3 separate regions of the Mus musculus genome follow, and all the other regions are linked to region 1. The links are chromatin contacts, called in public HiChIP or PLAC-seq and promoter capture Hi-C maps. All regions are on one chromosome and are shown on one strand. The core of a region is the stretch at or near the end of the contact, and the rest is flanking DNA. Distances in the headings are between cores, read along the strand shown. Region 1 holds the start of Gusb (glucuronidase, beta). Region 2 overlaps Tyw1 (tRNA-yW synthesizing protein 1 homolog (S. cerevisiae)). Region 3 holds the start of Nipsnap2 (nipsnap homolog 2).

The links. HiChIP or PLAC-seq counts read pairs in DNA pulled down with a chosen protein or histone mark. Capture Hi-C pulls out chosen DNA fragments and counts their contacts.
Region 2: a contact with region 1 is called in a FOXA1 HiChIP or PLAC-seq map of pancreatic cancer cells. The contact joins the enhancer-like site here to the promoter of Gusb in region 1. A contact is called at or near these places in 1 of 39 promoter capture datasets (cranial neural crest), 8 of 484 Hi-C or Micro-C datasets (the G1E-ER4 cell line, brown adipocytes, cerebellum and 5 more), 2 of 115 datasets of contacts at active chromatin or transcription factors (large pre-B cells and pancreatic cancer cells) and 2 of 9 other capture datasets (adipose tissue and liver).
Region 3: a promoter capture Hi-C map of adipose tissue shows a contact between it and region 1. The contact joins the promoter of Nipsnap2 here to the promoter of Gusb in region 1. A contact is called at or near these places in 4 of 39 promoter capture datasets (cranial neural crest, frontonasal cranial neural crest, maxillary cranial neural crest and 1 more), 3 of 484 Hi-C or Micro-C datasets (CD8 T cells, granulosa cells and muscle stem cells), 2 of 115 datasets of contacts at active chromatin or transcription factors (microglia and pancreatic cancer cells) and 2 of 9 other capture datasets (adipose tissue and liver).

What each region holds. Positions count from the first base shown.
Region 1 is chr5:130,001,175-130,004,663 of GRCm38.p6, forward strand. Gusb (glucuronidase, beta) reads right to left here and starts at 1,875. Exons shown (of 12, transcript NM_010368.2): 1 at 1,433-1,875. The coding sequence starts at 1,642.
Region 2 is chr5:130,271,651-130,275,139 of GRCm38.p6, forward strand. Tyw1 (tRNA-yW synthesizing protein 1 homolog (S. cerevisiae)) reads left to right here. Exons shown (of 16, transcript NM_001015876.2): 7 at 2,971-3,093. Among named protein-coding and RNA genes, the nearest start is that of Tyw1, 16 kb to the left of the region's middle. Within about 2 kb of position 1,616, at least 14 of the 459 cell types and tissues checked have an H3K27ac peak or open chromatin away from gene starts, as enhancers often do. A contact at or near this core is called in pancreatic cancer cells, where this site is marked.
Region 3 is chr5:129,723,098-129,726,586 of GRCm38.p6, forward strand. It overlaps Nipsnap2 (nipsnap homolog 2), which reads left to right and starts at 1,978. Exons shown (of 10, transcript NM_008095.4): 1 at 1,978-2,124. The coding sequence starts at 2,048.

The sequences.
Region 1 (3,489 bases), core at 625-3,124:
GGAGACTCTGGCTAAAGAGAAGGATTGGGTCTATTCTTCACGACTGCGCCCCCAGCACCCTAGAGAACCATAGGGGACACAGGGGAGAGACTCTGTAAAATACTGGCTGCATCCACAAGTGAACTCTGCAGGACAGTTGATGGAAAAAGACTGTTCAAACCAAGTTCTTTCTCAGGGCAGATAGTACCAGAGCCAAGATTTCCATGGAAAGAGCCACAGGCCAGTCTAAAACAGGAAAGACCAGACCCTGACATAAAAGGCAGGTGACCATTGCTACAAGGAAGAAGGCCAACAGCAGGGAACAGGGGCCCCCAAGGAAACAGAGAAGGCCTGTGGTGGCAATGTCCTCTCCTTACTTCCTCTTTTGCTGAATGCTGGGCAGTGCAGTTGAAAACTGAGAGTCTAAGCCAGGTGTGGTGGTTCATCACTTGTAACTCTAGCAACCTGGGAGGCTAAGGGAGCCACATGGCTATGAGTCGGAGGTTAATGTGAGTCGCTGTCTCAAACACACACACACAGAGCTGGTGAGATGACTTGGTGGGTTAAAGGCACTAGCCACTAAGCCTGATGACCTTAGTTACATCCCTGGTGACCTAGGTGAGACCAGACTCCAGCAAGTTATCTTCCAACCTCCACATGTACTGTGTAGCACACGGGTGGCGCCCCCCCACCCCACATAAATAATGGGTACACATTTTAAACAAAGAGAGAGAAGAGAGGAAGAGGAGAGAGCCCAATAGGAAACGAGGTAGGATGAATGAATGAATCTGAGAGAGGAGGAGACTGTGAGCACACAGGTTTGCTTCAGCCTGCTTCTGCGCCAACCCTACCTAGGTAGGAAAGGAGAGCAGGGATGAGGGTCCTCTGCTAGCTCTGTGCAAAGTCACATTTGCTCCCCCCTCCTCTACCCCCGCCCCCAAATCTCTGTAGTGGGTAGCATCTCCTAGGATTCTACTTTTCACAAGATGGGAAAGAGCATGGGAGGTATGTGCACCGGGATGCAGGAGGCGTGTGCACAAACATCTACAACACTCAGGAAAGTTAAAGTGGGAGCAAGAGATTCACCCGGACATCCAGGCCAGCCTAGGTTATCGAAGGAGACACAGCCTCAAAACATAAACAAAAGGCTCAGTAGTGACAAGCACACACAGGGCCCTGGGTTCAAGTCCCAGCACTATGAAGTAAAATTAAAAGCTTTAAAAAAACAAAAACAAAAAAATCCATTGCCTGGGGCAGCGCCTGCCTAGCAGAAACCATGCGGTTCTCAGCATGCCAGGTCCCACTTCCTGCTCTGGTCGCTCCCCTCCCCAGCCTGCAAACCCATATTAACCTCCTCTAGGTGAGCACAAGGGGATCTCCAGGTACAGGCATCCCTCCGCCCATCCCCTGACTTCTGGAAGCTTCCAGACCCCGGGTCCCAGGGAGCGCGCACCTCCCGTAGCGGCTGCCGGTACCATTGCTGCTCGAAACCCTGCAGCCGGTTGTTCGAGAGGTCGGCGCGGAAGTGCCACAGTCCGTCCAGCGCCTTGAGCTCCCGCGACGGGCTCTCCTTCGGGAACAGCATCCCGCCCTTCAGAGCCAGCGCGCAGCTGCACAGCAGCTGGCCCAGCGCGACCCAACACGCACTCCATTTTAGGGACATACTGGCCAGGCTGCCCACCGACCAGCGGCTGGGCTTTTTAGCCTCCTCTCTGGGAGGGCAGAGGCGGGACCTGGAAGAGTCACATGTTCTCGAGAGAAGCCGCCTGCGCCAACTTGGTTGAGGGCAAGCGCTTGTACAGCTGCTGGCTCAAGGCTATCTAGAGGCCCCAAGGCTGGACTCTGCAGAAAGAGGAAGTCGCTTGAAGTCCTGGATCGTTTCCCCATATGCCTGACGTCAGCCGCTGCCTGCCTCACATCTATTAATATCTCCCCCTCCTTCCCTCACACTCTGGGGCTTGCCCCTCAGGACCACTAGGCTAAGATCTGAAAGAAGCCCTGAAGTCCCTGATCCCACTGTTTCTTCATAACTCCTGTGAAAGGATGAGAGTTCAAAAGAGACACTGAGAAGAATTTGGGGAGTTTGTTATTAAAGCCTGGAAAGGACACGCAGGCAGGTTCGAAGCTAGGTCTCTTCTTAGAGGTCTCTGAGGAAGGGAGTAGAACTGACAGCAATGGCCATGAAAGAAGTGTCTCCTGGACCTGTGTGATGTCATTCGAGTCACAAATGAAGGTTGCGATGACGGTTCACATGACCTGCAGCAGCCATTCTCTGAAAGTGGTCTTAGTAACTCTCACCCCACCCCCACCCCCAATCCATCACTCCAGCCTCTCTAGCTAACAGGCTTGAGCAAACAGTGCTCAGATTTCACTCTTGGGCAAGTACATATACAGCTAAGCGAGTCTTGAAGCCTTGGCTGTCCTGGAACTCTGTAGACCAGGCTCAAAATCACAGAGATACCTCCCGCCTCTGCCTCCTGAGTGCTGGGACTAAAGGCATATGCCACCTGGTTAGTTTCCAGTTCTTAAAACGGAGGTAAATATCATTTAGGTTTCAACCTAAATCTTTGAGTTGAACTAAAGATACAACCACCCCAAGGTGTGCATTTGGATTTTCAGACTGAGCCAAAAGGAAGTTCCCTAAAGAATGTTTTTGTTTGGTTCGTTTTGATTTGGGTTTTTCCAGAGAGCTCTGTTTAGTTAGTCTAAACTGGCTGGCCTGGAACTCAGAGATCCACCTGCCTCTGTCACTTGAGGGCTGGGACTAAAGGAGTGCACCACCACTGCCCTGCTCCCTAAAGCATTATTAAAGCCTGCTGAACTTAAGCACAAGAGAAGGTTCCCCATTTGTTGTTGTTGTTGTTACAAATACCTACATTTTGTTGCAATTACCAGTATGCTTGTTAAGGGGTTGGGGGTGACGCTGAACAGAAGAAATGATTCTCAGCATGAGTAAAACTGGCCAAGCACAGGTATGCTAGCTTCCAATCCACTTATTTATATTTGAGTGTTTATGTTTCAGGTGCCTGCTTCAGATGTGTGTATACACATGACCGTGTGCAGGTAGAGGTTAAAGGTCAATCCTTTTTTTAAAAGGACTGACTTATTTATTTATTTATTTGCTGGGGAGGGCTAGAGAGATAATGGCTTAGTGGTTAAGAGCATTAGCTGTTCTTCCAGAGGACCCCGTTTGATTCCCAGCACCCACATGGCAGCTCACAACCATTTTTTAACTCCACTCCTAGAGGATCGAATGACCTCTTCTAGCCTCCACAGGCACTGGACCATGTGGTGCATAGACATACATGCCAGTGCAACCCTGGGAAACAGAAAATAAACACTAAGAACAGCAGCAACTACAAAAAACTTCCCTAGAACTGGACATGGTGCTTCTCATCTACGGCCAGCTCTCAGGATGTTGAGGTAGAAGGATAGGCTACATAGTAACCTCAAAGATATAAATAACATATGGATGTTTTGCCTGCACCTATCAGTGTGTACTAGGTGTGT
Region 2 (3,489 bases), core at 366-2,865, 270 kb after region 1:
CCCATTTTCATACATGTGTATGTGGTGTGCATGTATGTGTGTGTATGCTTGTGGGCATATGTGTGTGTGTGTGTGTTCGTGTATATGTACACATGTGGAGGCCAGAGGTTAATGTTTGGAATCGTGTTTGATTTCTTTTGTACCCTATTCATTGAGGTAGGGTATCTCAGTCAACCCGGCACTCAGGGAGGGAGGGAGAGAGAGAGAGAGAGAGAGAGAGAGAGAGAGAGAGAGAGAGCGCGCGCTGGCGGGTTAGTCAGGCTGGAATTCAGGTGGGCAGCCATACTCATGCAGCGTTTATAGGGATTAGAACTAGGGAGTCAAACTCTGGTCCTCATGTTTGCCCAGCAAGCACTTTAACCACGGAACAGTCTCCCCAGCCCCTTTCAGTCACTTAGAAGCCTCTGCCGTTTTCCTTCCGGGATGTGATCTCCTCACATCTCTTCCGCACCCCTGCACTTTGTTTCCCAGTTTGCTGGCGATTTCTCAGTGGCTTACTGTTGCTTGTGTTCTGCCTCCCACCAGCATAGGTGACTTTTCCCATCCACTCTTCCAGCTTTACGTTCCCTTAATGTTTGCGCAGTTGTTCCACGACAGAGGCAGCCTACTGTGGCTACTTCTCCCTAAATCTTTTAGGCACAGCGGGCGAACTCTGTAATGTCGGTACCCTGGGGTTGCTGTAATTGGACCGGTCCATTTCTGGGGAGGATGGGGGTGCTTCACATTAATTTTCTAACCCCAGTGGCTTCTATGAGTTACATTTAACTTCTTTTGGTTTTTTTAAAGCATTTATTCATTTATTTATTTTTTTAAAATGTATGTGTATGAGTCTTTTGCCTGCTAGTGTATTTGTGTAGCACATGCCTGCAGTGCCTGTGGAGGCCAGAAGAGGGTGTGGGTTCCCTACAGCTGGAGTTGCAGACCATTGTAAGCTACCAAGTGGATGCTAGGGACTGGACCCAGGCGCTCTCCTGGAGCAGCTGACCCATCTCTCATCCTCTGCATTCATCTTCTATTGAAGACAGGTTTTAAATTTTCTGAAGGTCACAGAGCCAAGTTAATGGCAGTTCTGATTAGATTTTATGTGAAGATGAAATGAGTTCCTTTGAGAGGCAGTAAGTTCGTCTCTGTCAGAGATGAGGTTCTGAGCCTGAGTTACAGAGGAGCCCGAGATCGTCAGCTAAGTGTCTCACCAGCTAAATGTCACCTGCTGCCAATTTTAAAATTTGATTGATTAATTTTGAGACAGGGTCTCATGTAGCTCAGGTGACATTGATTGGCACCTGCTTGATTGAGGGTGACCTTGAACTTGTGGTGTTCCGGCCTCCACCTTCAGAGTGCTGGGAATATAGGTATGCATCCCCAGGCTGTGTGCATCCAGTGCTGAGGCGGAACCCAGGGCTCTAAGTGCTATGGAAGCACTCTGTCAGTCTGTCTGCCTCTCCTTTGAGGGTTTGGGGTCACAGCTGTGCTCATCCCTCCCTATTGCACAGTAACATCTGGAGTAAGCCTGACAGAGCGGTAGAGCTGAGGCTGGGATTGTTTCTATGTGCTGACGGTTGGCCCTTTACACAGCGCTGAATTGAAGTCACTTCATTATACTTGTTTGCAGAAATGAGTCACAGGCACATGGCACTTAACCTCAGAATCTGTTCTGAGCAGTGACGTGTTCAGGCTGCTCCAGTGCTAGGTGGGCATCAGCGGGTATGCTGAAAGAAACGGAGAGGGCTGTGATGTCACAGGCAATATGGGACCATGGGGCCACTGCCACACATATGGCCCATTGTTGGGTGACAGTTTTTGTGACACATTACTATTTTGTTATCTAGAAGCAAACAAGTCTCTGCCCAAAATTTAAAAAAAAAAAATTTCTTACGTGTGTGTGTTTGTACATGTGCACACATGCTGCAGAGCATGTGTAGAGGTCAGGTGACACCTTGTAGAAGTTAGTTCCCTCCGTCACCAAGTGGATCCAGGAGATAGAGCCCAGGCTGCAGGCACTGTTACTCAAAGCAGCATCTTGGTGGCCCCAGGCCTGCTGGGAAGTGCTGTCCCATCCAGCTACCCTGTAGCCCACACTTCCCCGTGTGCCTGCCTGCGGTTTTCTTCCCCCAGCATTGTCCAGCCTGTAGGCACAGGGCAAGTTTGCTGAGGGATTAGTTTTTGTCACTTTGTGAGGTTTGTTTGCTTATGTGGCCTGTAAGTAGGTTTGTGCACGGTGTGGGTGCAGCTCCCACCCATCGGGCCCAGGAGAGGGCACCGGATCCCCTAGAACCAACAATAGACACAGTTGGCAGCTGCCATGTGGGTGGGGACTGAACTCAGGTCTTCTGGAAAAGCAGTCAGGGCCCTTAACCACTGAGCCATCTCTCCAAACGGACGGACTCTGTGATGCCTTTTCACAGGGATCACTTTGATGCCAGAGAGGTAAGATGATTTTTTTTTTCCTGAGACAGGGTTTCTCTGTGTAGTCCTGGCTGTCTTGGAACTCACTCTCTAGACCAGGCTGACCTTGAACTCAGAAATCTGCCTGCCTCTGCCTCCCAAGTGCTGGGATTAAAGGCGTGCGCCACCATTGCCCCACATGATTTATATTTTTAAAAATTATTACTAATCAGTCAGGGCTAGTAAGATGCCTCAGAACGTAAAGGAACTTGCCACCAAACTCCATGACCTGGGTTCCAGGCTTGTCGTGTGTGTGTGTGTGTGTGTGTGTGTGTGTGTGCGTGCACACACACACACACACACACACACATGCATGTAACACAAAATAATGATTAAAAAGCAGCAAAGAATACTCAAACAAAAACACTGTAAAGGTGCTTTGAAGTGAGGCAGTGGTGGAGTGCCTGCCCAGGATTGTGAAAGGCCAGGGAATCCATCACCAGCAGCACAAACTGACCCAAACACAATAAAACAGGGACGTGAGAGCTGAGCTTTGTGTGGGATTCTGACGTTCTGGCCTTGCAGGAGGAAGAGCCCTGTGAGAGCAGCAGCGAGGACGAGCTCGGGACCCAGGATTATCAGAGCCTGACTTCTGTGGTGGATGTTGAGGACCTGGGCAACATCATGAACCCCGTGAAGAGGGAAAAGGTACCGTTTCTGTGGGGGATGCTGCGGTTGGGCTCTGTGATCCATTCAGCTCCTAGGCTCTGGTACAGCACAGGTCTGGCTTGAAGGAAAGGCAGCTTAATTTCTCTAGCTTCCACCTGGAAGGGTTCTGTTTGGTGGTTTTGTCTTTTTTGTTTTGTTGTACTTACATGAACTTTGAACATTAAAAGTTACACTTATTTCACGTGTGTCTGCACTTTGTGTGTTGTATGTTTGTGTGTTGTATGTTGTGTGTTGTATGTTTGTGTGTAGGGGTACAGGGCACAGCCAGGGGACAGCATCTGTGAATGGCTTCTCTCTCTCCTTCCACCTTGCAGTCCCACAGGTGGACTCAAGTTATCAGGCTTGTGGCAAGCATGTTTATCTGCTGAGCCATCT
Region 3 (3,489 bases), core at 728-3,227, 280 kb before region 1:
AATATAGCACTCAGGAGGCTAAGTGCTGAGCACAGCAAGCCCAGGCAACTTGGTAGAACCTATTTCAAAAATAGATTGAAGATGCAAGCTCATTAATAGAACACATGCCTAACATATTCAAGGCCCTAAGTACAGTCACCAGTACTTAGGAAGGGAGGAGAGCACTGGACTAAAGAACTAATGAAACTTTAGAGCCAAATGGCAATGGGTTTGGGGGTGGGGAATACAGGAAAAATATGGCCTAATGCTAAGGAGCACAAAAGCAGAGTCATCAAAGAAATGCATAAACGCCAAGTTTGCATTCCAAGAGAGAGTTGAAACTCCTAACCTATAAAGTTGAGTCAAGTGCAATACTGCATACCTATGATCCCTGCACCGCAGAGACAGAGGCAGGAGCATTGAGAGTTTGAGGCCATCCTGGTCTGAATAATGAGGTCCAATAACTAAACAGCTTATGACGGCTCTGCAAGTAATCTCAACCCAGGAGTTTACCCTGAGATTACAAAAGGATTCCTGTCAGAACAGGCAGGACCCAAGGATGGAGTCGCATGAGGGGAACTCTGAATGCTTGTGAGAAACTCCAAATGAGTCTTGTAACCTCAGTTTCTTCAAAACACAAAACTTGTTCATAGACTGTGCTTCACACCCCTCCCAGGTGTAGCGAATCGCAGTGAGTTCACTCCAGATCACTCATTACTGCTTGCTGCTTTTATTATTTTTTTGCCACGTGTGGCTTGTCCTTATGATTACACACCTAACTCCTGTGGTTCTTCTATACCCTCAGAGTATAAATCGTCTGATGCTCTGAATAAACGCTATTGCTTGAGACTTTAGTCCGCCTCGTTTTTAGGCTCCATTCTCCCAGGTTCAACCCCGACTCAAGAGCGGTAAACAGATTACCATCAGTTTGAGGCCGGACTGGGCGCCACATAAAGACCCTGTCTCAGCTAAGTTGAGAAATGAAGGATCTGTATAAAAAAGGCAGGGCTCACCGACGCTTGAAGAGGCCCTGCCCGCAGCAAGTCACATATCTGCCTCCCACAGTTGGGTCTACAGTTTTATGGACCGCTCTCAGCCTCATTCACATTCAAAGGAGTGCCTCTCCCAGTCTGAACCGCTCCTCCACCACCCACAAGACCAGACCCTGTCATTTGTCCAAATTCTTGTTAGAAAAACTGTACCCATGGGGCTGGAAAGATGGCTCAGCGATTAAGAGCACTGGCTGCTCTTCCCGGAGGACCTGGGGTTCAATTCCTAGCACCCACATGGCAGCTCACAACCTCCTGCAACTCCAATTGCCAGGGGCTCCACCCACACTCTCACACAGACATACATGCAGGCAAAACACTGATGATGCACATAGACTAGGAAGAGAAAAATTTAAAAGATAAAGAAAACCACAACTCCTGAGCTTCAAGATTACAGCTCCCATCCGTCTTCTAACTCAGAACCAGGAAGGCAGCCACCAATTGGAGAGTATCCTTCTCTTGGCCTCTGCATGTAACTGAGGCCCAGGCTGCTCCCTATTTCTCTGATTCCTCGGGATCTAGTTCTGCTTTTGCCTACTCTTATCTTGCTGAAGTTTATGCTTATATCCATAGCTCTTTTATTATCCTTACAGAATACACTTCCCCCTATACCAGTGGTTCTCGACTTTCCTGATGCTGCTAAAACTTTAACACGTTTCCTCATGTTTGTGGTGGCCCTCAACCATAAAATCAGACTCTGGATTCCCCACATGCACAGATCTACTCCTTTCCCGTGGATCTCCCCGTGTACATTCCAGGTTCCTTTCTCACTCGGACTTCAGAGACCCTGAACTCCCCTCGCGGGATCTACGGATATCTTCAGCAACTTCTTGGCACGCCCCCTGGCGGCAGCACTGAGGCGCCACGCTGCTCCCCCTAGCGGCCGCTCCCCTGCACTACAGCGGCCTAGCGCCCTGCCCCGCCCCGCCCCAGCCTGGTCGGCCCGGCCGGGGGAGGGGTCGCGGTAGCGGCGGCGTCAGCGACACCGAGGCGGTAGGAGCTTCAGGCTCCGGAGCAAGATGGCGGCGCGGGTGTTGCTCGCGCGAGGAGGCCTGCTGCGGCCAGCCGCCCAGAGCGGCTTCCTGCCGGGGCTCCGGTGAGCAGCGCCGCCCTTTCCGGGGCCCGGCCGGGGAGGGGCCGCCGTGGGGCGAAGGGCGCGGGGTCCCCGGGGCGGGCAGGGGACGCCGGGGGGCCGGCCTCCCGAGTCCCAGGCGACCGAGGGCTGGCGAGGCTGCGGCGCCTTCCCGGGCCCCCGTGGGGCTCAAGGTCACCGTCCTGCCGGCGCCGCCCTTGCCGGGGACGCCCGGGCTCGCGGGCCACGTCCGCCCTCAGCCTCTGCGCGCTGCGCCCCTCGCAGTAGCAATGCCTCGCCCCAGGTCGTGCAGAGAAGCAAAAGGATGGCTGGTCTCCCTGGGGAAGCTGTACCCCGGGGTCCCCAGTCGGGACAGCCCTTAAATTTGAAAGCGGAGTGGCAAAAAAAAAAAAAAAAAAAAGTAACCCACGGTGGCCAGCTGTAGTAGATGGCGGAGTTCGCTGTCGAAACTTTTTCTTTTTTCCTGACCTCCGCGGAGACTGTGCTCGGTGTGTCAACCTGTCACCTTGACATCCCCACGTTTAAATAACGAAAGGCCATCCGAATTTACCGACAGATTTGTTTTCCCTTCTTTTCTTCCTTTATATGCTTATTTGCTGTTTAAGCGGTTTGTAGGATTTATTTTTTTATTTTATGTGTATAAGTGTTTGCTTTCATGTGTGGCTAACACATAGGTGCCTGGGGCAGCCAGGAGAAGGTTTTGGATCCCCAACGACCCGGAGTTACAGAGGGTTGTGAGCCGCCATGTCGGGGCTGGGAATTGAATCTGAGTTCTCTTCTAGAGCGGCAAGTGTTCTTAACCCCTGAGCCATCTCTCCAGGCCCTATGTATGTATGTATGTATGTATGTATGTATGTATGTATGTATGTATGTATGTATTTTGAGACAAGATCTTACTACATATATTCCTGGCTGGCCTTGAACCTTCAGCAAACCTTTTGCTTCAGACTCCAAAGTTCTGCAGTTGCAGGTGTGCAGTTGCAGGCCAGCCTTGGCTAATTGAAATATTCCTTTTTTTTTTTTTTAAGATTTTTTTTAACCTCTGAGCTCTCTGCCACGTGTGTGTAATTGATTTTCTTCCACCATGTGGGTCTGGGAAATTGAATGTAGTTCATCAAACTTAGCAGCCAGTTTCTTTACCCCTTAAGCCATCTCACCAGCTCCAGAACTTGCCTTCAGATTTCTTTTGTTTGTGCGTATGTGTGGTTTTTACCTGCATCTATGTATGTGCACCGTGTGCATGCCTTGGGCCTTCAGGGACCAGAAGAAAGTCTCTGACCCTCTGAAGTACAGTTACAGAAATGGTTGTAAGCCACCACTTGGGTGCTGGGATCGGAACTCTGCCCCTCTAGGAAAGGAACAGGTGGT